Linked DNA regions of Zea mays: region 1 is linked to region 2. The links are chromatin contacts, called in public Hi-C maps. All regions are on one chromosome and are shown on one strand. Each heading gives the region's core, a stretch centred on a gene start, on an enhancer-like site or on the middle of the called end of the contact. The rest is flanking DNA. Distances are from core to core; before and after follow the strand shown.

Region 1 (4,874 bases), core at 2,211-4,710, 170 kb after region 2:
TATCTCTCCCTAGGCCCACGAAAGAATGACCTTACGATCTATTGGGCCCTTGGGCCTTTCGTGAGGTCTTTTACTCCTTTAGTGGACCCGGGGGATATCTATCCCCCACAACATCCCCTTATGAATGACTTTGGAGCTTCTTCACCTTTTCTGTTACACTCGATGGTGTAACCCCAGATTCATTACAATGAACTGAAGGTTGTACCTTCTTATATTGTCTTTAGGGAAACAAATAAAGATAAAAAAAGCAAAGATTACATTGAATATGAAATTTTTTTATTAGGCCCTGTATTGTTTTAGTAAATGTGTCTCGACTCTGGCACAGTGTTGTTTACTGTCCGAGCTTCAGACTCTTCACGTGTATCATGATGTTGTGCCTGGCGGTGCCCTTCTAACTGCTGATTGTGAGACAAGATTGGAGCCATGGGTGGTGGTGGTGGTAGCGGGGTCCATGTAGCTTGTGAGTGGCTTGCAGAAGCAATTGATGTTGTGGACTGTTGGTTGCCCACATACTCGGGGATATATGGGGAATAGCACAAAGCGGTATGCAGGACCTGCTTCGGATGATTCTGTCATGCTTCAGCTTCAGCTGTTTCTTTCTGCTTTTGGATCGTGACTTGGCATGTCCCTGTCCCTTATCTTCTCCACAGAATAAACAAAACAACCTTCTTGGTTGAGAGTTGAATCTTCCACCGAAGCTTCTTCCTCCTCTACCTCTTGGAGCTGGTGGCCTGTAGGAACTTTGTTGCGTCCCTGATGATTGGGAGCTTTGCTGGTGGCCTTGAGTGTGATTTCCCCTATCGTTGCTTGAGTTGGGATTATGGATTGTCCTGACATGCCTAGGGTGGAGTCTCCCTCCGAAGCCCCTGGTCATCTCGGAGTATATGTAGGCCTCTTCCCTTCTCTGCCGAAAGTCATTGTCGACTCTAATGTACTCGTCCATCTTCTGCAGAAGCTTTTCCAAAGTTTGTGGTGGCTTTCTGGCAAAATACTGCGTCATCAGTCTTGGTCGGAGCCCTTTGATCATAGCCTCAATAATAATCTTATTTGGCACCATTGGCGCCTGGGCCCTGAGACGCAAAAACCTTCGAACATATGCTTGCAAGTATTCCTCATGGTCCTACGTGCACTGGAACATAGCTTGGGCAGTTACTAGCTTTGTCTGAAAACCCTAGAAACTGGTTACCAGCATGTCCTTCAGCTTCTGCCATGATGTGATCGTTCCAGGGCAAAGGGAGGAATACCACGTCTGAGCCACGCTCCTGACTGCCATGACGAAGGATTTCAGCATGACAGCCATGTTGCCACCATATGAGGATATGGTCACCTCGTAGCTCATAAGGAACTGCTTAGGATCAGAATGCCCATCATACATGGGAAGTTGTGGTGGTTTGTAGGATGGTGGCCATGGGGTAGCCTGCAATTCTGCTGCTAGAGGAGAAGCATCATCAAAAGCAAAGTTACCATGGTGGAAATCATCATACCATACATCATCATAGCTTGGACTTTCTTGCCGAAGCTCTCTCTGCTGTGGCCTTCATCCTTGCTCGTCTTGCGTGATATGGAGCATTTCTTCGGCAACTTCATCAATCTTCTTCGGAAGTTTAGCTAGAAGCATTTTCTCCCACTTTCCCTCCACTTGTTGGTGGATGGTCTCTAGGTCTCTGATCTCTTGGTCTAGCTCCTCCTCTTGTGGTGTTGGGCTGATGGCCTTCCTTTTTCTGGTTTCGAGCTTCTCTCATAGGGAGCCCCTCTTGGTTGATGTCCAGCGGTGCAAGGGCAGCCTCTGGCGCTATTGCCTTCTTCGGCGGCATGACGAAGGTGGTTGCTCGAGCTGTTGCCGAAAGTGGTCGTTTGAGTTCATCGGAGATGGGCACCAATGTTGGTCTCTTGTTCTTAAATACTATGAATCAAGAACAAGGCAACAAAATTGTTAAAAGATTAGGGACCTTCATCCTTCGAAGCATTATCTCCTTTTTGGATATAATGATCTTCAGACGAAGATCATGTAGGACGCACCTTCACCATTCGCAAGAATAACCATTCATAGAGATGATAAATATTAACCATTCATATATCGATTCATATATTCATTTCATGATAAATATATGAATATTAATAAGATTTATATTATATTGATACCTTCGGCTTGTTCGAAGGTGTTGATGCGAGAGCGATTACACCTCTACCAAGGAAGCGAGGCAGGGTACCACTACGAGGCATTTACAAAGTTCCACTAGCTTCAGAAAACCCGCTACAGTTTCTAGGGAGCGCAGCATAGGAATCCTCCATCTGAAAAGCCATCGCAGCAAAATCAGCCTGAGAACCTCCCTATACCGACCACTCCCCTACTGCCCTTGCCCCTTTCGGGTAAGGTAGTCCTCCACTAGCTTTCCTAATTAGTCATCCAAGGGCGTCCCATACCACCCTTGTGGTAGCACTATTTTCCCGGGTGGCCGCTCCATGTTCTAATTAACAATATGATCTTATCATGAACAATAATTAAACAACAACATAATTGGAACATGATCATAATGAAACATTAGTTTCCCAAAACCAGGTACAACAATAGCAAATCTACCCAATGATTCATCTATTTGTGAGATGGGGGATAAATAATGCTAAGGAAACCTATTAGGTCCCATCAAATTAACCTGAGCATGTCATAGTGATTAACAGTGAACATTATTAGGTAAAAAGGGGTGATCAAGGGCACAACTTGCCTTAGACTTGAGATCCCCAGGTACCAACTTGTACTTCAAGTGACTCATAACCTCGGTGCTAGTCATAGCAATAGAAACGAACATGGTATAGGCAAAATTAACATCACACCAAACACAAGAACAAACTGCATAATAATGATCTACGCGTCGTAACTAGGTCCTAGGTTCGAGAATCACTAAATTCGGAGTTACGATTATAAAGTTATGATTTTTCAAAGGTTTATGTGGTTAAACAGGAAAACTATGTTCTATGTTGATTACTATAAATCATGTGAGATAGATATTCTAGAGGAATAGCTAACTTAAGCTTAATTCAAGTTATAACTTAATTATAAATCATATGTTAGTCAACTTATTATAGGCAGGTTAACTTTGATTAGAAAGGTTAATCTACTAACATAGGTTAAACATAATACCTACTTTGGGAAACATGTTACTTGGTAAAATAATGTTACCATAGCGTAGGCAATATTATTGCGAAGCTAACGCAACTGGAACGGATCAAGAGGAGTTAAAACGACCTAGTTATGCATTTCCTAAGGTTTTAGAATTACTTTGGCATTTAAAAATCAATTTCGAATTAATTTTATTAATATCCAGAGTTTCATGGACTGCGCCCGCAATTCACTGAAACCACAGAGTCAAAAGAATAAATAACATGGACCCATTTTAAATCCCCTAGATGGCGGGTTGATTCACCAATTCCCTGAGGGTTCTTTTGCAAAATGGTGCGGCCTCCTACTGTGGCCCGCACGATCAAGCATGGATGGACCCGATTAGATCATCCAAACTCGTACGTTTGCCTCGGTCGGATCCGCAATCTACGGTCGAAATTCAATAACCCGAACCGGTATTCTACATTTAATTTATATCGTCCGTTTACTGATCCACGGCTATCTCCTTTATCTCTCTCTCTTGTCTAATCTAGGCCGTTAGTTTCACATCCAACGGCGAAGTCTTTTCTTCCTTCCTTCGGCATCACCCGACGGCGGCAACAGTATGCCCAACGGTGGTGAGCCTGTCGGCGTTAGGTGATACAGTGCTCTGGTGCACGGTCACGAGATCTTATAGGCGCTATACGATAGGGAGAACAATGTGAAGCGGGAAGGGGAGGTTATCACCTTCGGTCACATGGCTCCATGGTTGGTTCACGACGCTCGGTGGCCCCATGGCGGATTGCAACGACGGCGAGCAATTGCTCGACCCCTGCTTGGTTCCCCGACTTCGCTGGTTCACGACCACGCTCCCTAGGCCCCAGTGAGTCTCCTAGATCAATAGTCAAGGCTCCCGCGAGGTTGTAGGCGATTTGCCCCCGCGGCGGCAGATCCCCACGCCCTCACCGGCTTCAACCCGCTCCCTCATCCTTGCCGCGGTGGTGCTCGGTTGGCTGCGATGCTTTTGGTTTTCTAGGACAGGGCGCGACGGCTTTGGATTTTATAAGCTCAAGCATCGCGAGTTTGATCGGCCAACAGGATCCCCAACTTGCGTCGGCGCCCATGGAAGTCGGCGATCTGTTGCTGCCGAGGTGGAGAGGAGTTATTTGAATTTGTAACATTCTCGTCGCGCGGCTTCGCTACTTTATTACTCCGTAGCTGAGCTTCGCCAGGTTGGTATTATGGAACACACACCCGCGCCAGTTTGGGACTATTAATCAACTGGCGCGGGTGTGTGCTCCATAATACCAAACTAGCGAAGCTCAGCTGCGGAGTAATAAAGTAGCGAAGCCGCGCGACGAGAATATTACAAATTCAAATAACTCGGTGGGGAGAAGGGAGCTGGCCACTGGGTCCCAATGTCCAATGACCCTAGCACGATGCACATGCTGGCACCCGAGAGACCGAGTGGTGGGCCTGGAGCGTCATTTCCAGGCGAGGAGATGAGCGGGCGCCATATCCGACTGACGAGGGGGTCCCGCCCGTCAGTGGGCGCCAGGCGCGAGGACGGGGCACGTTGGTGGGCTCGTTTGAGGCCGAATTGGGCCGGCTAAAAGTAAATCGGCCCAGCGCTAGGTTCCTCTTTCTTTTTTTTTCTTTTTTCTTTCCCAATTTTCAATTAGATTCAAATTCAAATTTCGAATTAAATTCAAATAGAGTTCAAACTTAAATTATATTTAAGTGCTCAAACAAAAACTCCAACATGTTATACATGTTT
Region 2 (5,084 bases), core at 1,677-4,176:
GACCAGGGGATATCTTTCGTATTTTAAATCGGAACCATTGATCCATCATCCGACCGTCGTGGGCGCGTACCGGTTCGGTCGTTGGTACGTCCAATTCGAGCCGTTCACTTTAGATCTAGCGGTCGGAATGTTTGGGCGGATTAAATCTAATATGTAGCGTAGAGTTTAGATCGGATGGCTGAGATTCTCGCGTACCCTTTCGGCTGGTAGTTTTACAAAAGAGACCCCCTGCTTTAATCAAATCGACCCGCAGTCCACTGCGGGGATAGATCCTAGTCTAGGGAATTTTGCGTTGAGACCCCTGATGTTCTCTAGAGTCATGCGCGCAGTCCAGGAAAATAGAAAATCAAGGAAAATGAAATAGAAATTGATTTTTAATGTAAAAATAATTACTAAGAACTTGTATAATTCCTAGAAAATTCATATGAAGTCCAAATTGATCCATTACAGTTCCTATATTTTTGTAATAATATTGTTTATAACTTAGTAACACTATTTTAGCATGAAAACCACATTAAATTTGATCACTTAATTAATCTTGTACCAAACACATAAATACTTCGGAAAATCATAACTTGGGATCCGTAACTCCGAATTTAGTGGTTCTTTTTCCTATGATCTTGTTTTAATGTGTAGATTATTAATATGTATTTTGTATACATGTTTGGTGTGATGTTAATTTTTCCCTTGTACTATGCTTGTTTGTATTGTGGCGAGTAGAAGAGCCAGTGGCTGAGGAGTGAGGTGTTCAGCAGGTAGAAGTTGCTGAGCAGGAGCTCATTGAAGGAAAGTTGTGCCCTTGACTAATTTTATTACCCAATAATGTTCTTTATTATCACTTATTCATGCTTAGACTTAATTTTGATGGGACCCAATAGGTCACCCTAGTCTGATTATCTTTTCACCTTATTTACCCCTAAATTTTTGGGTAGTCATTACTATTGCTATATATGGTTTTGGAATTAATATTACATTACGATTATGTTCCAATTATTTATTATTGTTCTATTTCTGTTCATGATAAGATTACTATTTTAATTGGAACATGGAGCTTAACTTGAGAAACATGTGCCACCACAAGGGTGGAATGGGACGCCCTTGGCTGACTAACTAGGAAAGCTAGTGGAGACCTTACCCGATAGGGGGAAGGGCAGTAGGCGTGTAGGGAGGTTTCCGGGTTGATTTTGCTGTGATGGCGGTCAGACGGGGATTCCTGCATTGCTCTTCCTAGAAACTGTAGCGTGTTTTCTGAAGCTAGTGGAACATTGTAAAGGCCTCGTAGTGTTATCCTGCCTCGCTTCCTTGGTAGAGATGTATGGGGCCCATACAACCCCGTGGCAGATGGGTAACATGACTTGTGGGTACAGGGTACAACCTCTGCAGAGTGTAAAACTGGTATACTAGCCATGCTCGCGGTCATGAGCAGCTCAGGACTCTCGCATGATTAAACTATGGAACTAAATTCAATTTGTCATTTGCATTGCATGGGATGTATTATTAATTTTGCTCTATTATTATTCTGGTATGGTATTTACTTACATCTAGTAATTGCTAATAAAATTTGACCAACTTATTAAAAGCAATGCTTAGCTTTAACCCCTATTGTTGATCGACCTTACACTTCACATGAACTCCCACCTTTGGTGAGTTCATACACATTATTCCCCACAACTTGTTGAGCTATGATCTTTAGTGAGCTCACACTTGCGATATATAACCCCCCACAAGAGAAGAATAGGTGGTCCAGGAGGAGCCGTGCAACGAGGAGTACGAGTTGATCTAGGTGGCGTCTCCCAGTCAACTTTATGGCGCCATGGATGGACATTAGTTCGCTTTATATTTATCATTATTTTTGTAAGACTTTCGCTATGTAATAATTACTTTTATGATATTGTGACATTTATCTCTATACACTTTGTTATTATATGTGTTCTTCTTCTAAGGCGCACATATGAGACACACCCGACTTTATCTCTTAAATCCGGGTGTGACATGGGTGCCATAGGATCGCAACCCATTAAAAGCTGGCCCTGCTAGCTCTTTGTTAGTGACATGGATCTGAAAGCATCGGTTTCTAGTATATTAGAACCTCCAGATATAATCATTAACCGATTCTTCACTTCCCTGTCGGACTGAGGCTAAATTAGTCAACCCTAATTCATATTCCCTGGAAAAGAAATGTTCATGAAATTTACTTTCTATATCATTCGAGGAACTAATGGAATTAGGAGGTAGGGTGATGTACCATGCAAAAGTTGTACCAGTAAGGGAAAAACAAAATAAATGAACACGAAAAGCTTTCCTATTGGCCAATTCGCCTAGGTGTTCTAGGAACTAGGCTACATATTCGTGTGTACTTCTACCACTTTTACCAAAAAAATGAAAACTCTGGTATCCTTGCTATGCCCCTTGTGGGTATGGGACAACGCCAAACTGGTGATCATATGGCTTTTGATATTATTGCCCTACTCTGCTACACTAACTCCGAGCCTATCTCGAAATAGTTCAGCCATCTGTTCCCTAATTTTCTCCATTGCGCCCTGTAACACTTTGATTTTGGGGGTATACAATTCTTTCTTAATATCCACCAAATTCAGGTGTTACCCTCTCTTTTCTTTACTTTTCTTTTCTTTTTTTGTAAATAGTGATGAATTATTTTATTTTATATCGATGTGTAAGCCTAGTAAAGCAAAATTCTATAGGTGTCTTGATTGTCGCATCATGCTAAAACATATTTTCACTTTGTTTGATGAGTGAGTTTGTGAAGTATGCGTTTAATAAGGAATTCGATTTGAATTAGTAGGAAATAGAAAAGAGAAAAAGGAAGAAACAAAGAAATAAAGGGAGAAAGCCTAACTGGGCCCAGGCCCCCCCTCTCGGCCAGCCCAGCTCGCCCCTCCCCGCGGTCCAGCGGCCGCGCTCGGCCGCCTCGCTCGCACATTGCACGTGCGCGCTCTCCACCCGCCGCCACCGCGCATGCCATGCGCCCACCTCCTGTTCATCTTCTCAACTGCTTTCTGTTCGCTCTGCGCGCTGCGGCACTCGCCCACGACGCCGAGAAACCCGACGTCCGCGCCCACGCTGTCCTATCCGAGCGTCTGCACATCCTCTCCTCTTCCCTCCTTCATTTCCCCAATAGCCAGCACCCGATGTCTCCAAAACCGCCGCCCAGTCCTCACCTCGCCATCCCGACACGCGTTCGGAGCTCTCCATCGAAACCGCCGCACCGGAGTTCGTCCTCGCCGTGTTCGCCTGCATCAGAGCCGCTGCGTCGAGCTCGTCGTCGTGTGGAGAAGCCCCATTCGTCACTGTTCTTCCCTAGTCCGTCTGGCATGCAGCCGCTATGGAGTCTTGTCCGGCTCACCACTCATGTTCCCGGTGAGTATTTCGTTCTCTCTGTCATGGTCCGTTGTTTCTTCTTCCCATGACGCCCACACGCGCGACGCCGGCTCGTGCACTTGCTTCGGCGAGCAACCCTGTCGCGCCCTTGCCCAGCTAGCCATCCCTGCTCCTGGCACGACAGCGTGGCGGCCAGCCTCGGCGAGCTCCACTCCCGGCTAGCCATGGAGCCCCTGCCCAGCCCGCCTCTCTCACGATGTCCCTGCGCTGCGCCATGCCTGTGCATGCTAGCCCTGCCCCGCGAGAGCCCGGTCAGTGAGCTCCACCGTGCGCGCCGTCACCGGCAAGCCATCGGCACCACCCTCTACCCCCCCTGCGCGATCCGGTTTTGCCCTGCTGTTGGCGTCGTGCAGGTTGCGATTTGCAACCGAGAAGAAGTAAGCAACCACTCCGTTAGTGATCCGTTATGTTTGCATGCGTTGGAAAAGGAAACCGATGCCTGAGCCCCGCCCCATGCATATGCAATTTAATCTGCATGCAAGCAAGAAATAAAAATAGCCAAGGTCCCTATCGCATGTGCATGCAGCCATAGTCAATTGAAAACTGCCCCATGTTAGGATCATGTGCGCCCGTGGTTTCTGTGGCCCTTTGCGTGGTCGTGCTCCAACCAATAAAAATACGCCACGTCGCTTAAAATCCATGAAGTACTAAATCTACTACTACTCTATAAGGACGCAACGAGGGCGTCCACCAAGCTTCACCACGCCTCCGCTTGACTCTCCTCGCCCACGCTCAGGCCCCGACTCTCCTCCCTCCTCGCGACCGCGCAATCCCGACTCAATGCTTTCCATGGAGAGCAGAGCGTCGGCCTTCCGAAATCTTCGCCCAGGACCACGCCTTCCGCTCCCCCACGCCTGATCCACACGAGGCCCACAGTCCCTGCGCCTTCCAAATTGCCGCGCTGCTAGCCGCATCTCGCCCGTGCATGCCCAACCCACGCCTCCCAAATCGCCGCCAACTCCCCAAGCTCCACGAGATCTGACTGCTCCTCCTAGCCAGTAGTCTCTCCGCCGCCCACCACTCGATCCCACCCACTCCATAGCTAATCTTACCGGGATCGTAGATCTAGAAGGTAGCATCGGATGGCTCCATAGGGAATGGAAGCATGGATGCAAGCGTTGATGGGGGTGGTGAGGATGAAGGTGACTATGATGAGGAGGACACCGGCCGGTTTCTGTATGCATCCGCTGACTTATCCACGCTCCAGTGATGTGGCATGTTGCCTCGTGGGCTGTGGGCGCAGCGGCAGGGCGACGGACATGCGCTCGTGAACGGAGGAGGCGGGGATCTGGACGATGCGAGGTTGCGTTTGGCGACCTGGGCAAGTGGATGCGCGAAGGCTAGTGGCGTCTTCGGCCGTGTCGACCTGCGCAAGCGGACGCGCGAAGGCTTCTAGGCGACATGATGGAGGCATGCCGGTGCGAGGATCCCACAGCCGTGGACATCGCCGGCACTGACCACACCAAGGTCCCTTTCCTATGCCCGACTGCAGGTGACCAGGTTCAGCAGGCGTCCGGCCCGACAGCCCCAAGTCCCATCGCCGAGCAGAAAGCCAGGAATAGAATTCAGGCATTGGTGATTGGCATCTCACTCCCCTAAGCCATGGCCACCAGGCAGCCCGTACGACTCGTGCTGGATGCCTCTCTCCTCCTCGACCCCTCCTGCACCAGGGAGGCAGCGGTGGT

Evidence for each region. Hi-C and Micro-C count contacts between places; a contact is called where the count stands out from the background.
Region 1: a contact with region 2 is called in a Hi-C map of endosperm, with 6 times the contacts expected there. The contact joins two enhancer-like sites. A contact is called at or near these places in 3 of 25 Hi-C or Micro-C datasets (bundle sheath, endosperm and leaf).

Annotation. Positions count from the first base shown.
Region 1 is chr10:70,693,536-70,698,409 of Zm-B73-REFERENCE-NAM-5.0, forward strand. No RefSeq gene overlaps it. Among protein-coding and RNA genes, the nearest start is that of LOC103641190, 68 kb to the left of the region's middle. Within about 2 kb of position 3,461, at least 16 of the 20 cell types and tissues checked have an H3K27ac peak or open chromatin away from gene starts, as enhancers often do. A contact at or near this core is called in endosperm, where this site is marked.
Region 2 is chr10:70,525,950-70,531,033 of Zm-B73-REFERENCE-NAM-5.0, forward strand. No RefSeq gene overlaps it. Among protein-coding and RNA genes, the nearest start is that of LOC103641189, 3.9 kb to the right of the region's middle. Within about 2 kb of position 2,927, at least 3 of the 20 cell types and tissues checked have an H3K27ac peak or open chromatin away from gene starts, as enhancers often do. A contact at or near this core is called in endosperm, where this site is marked.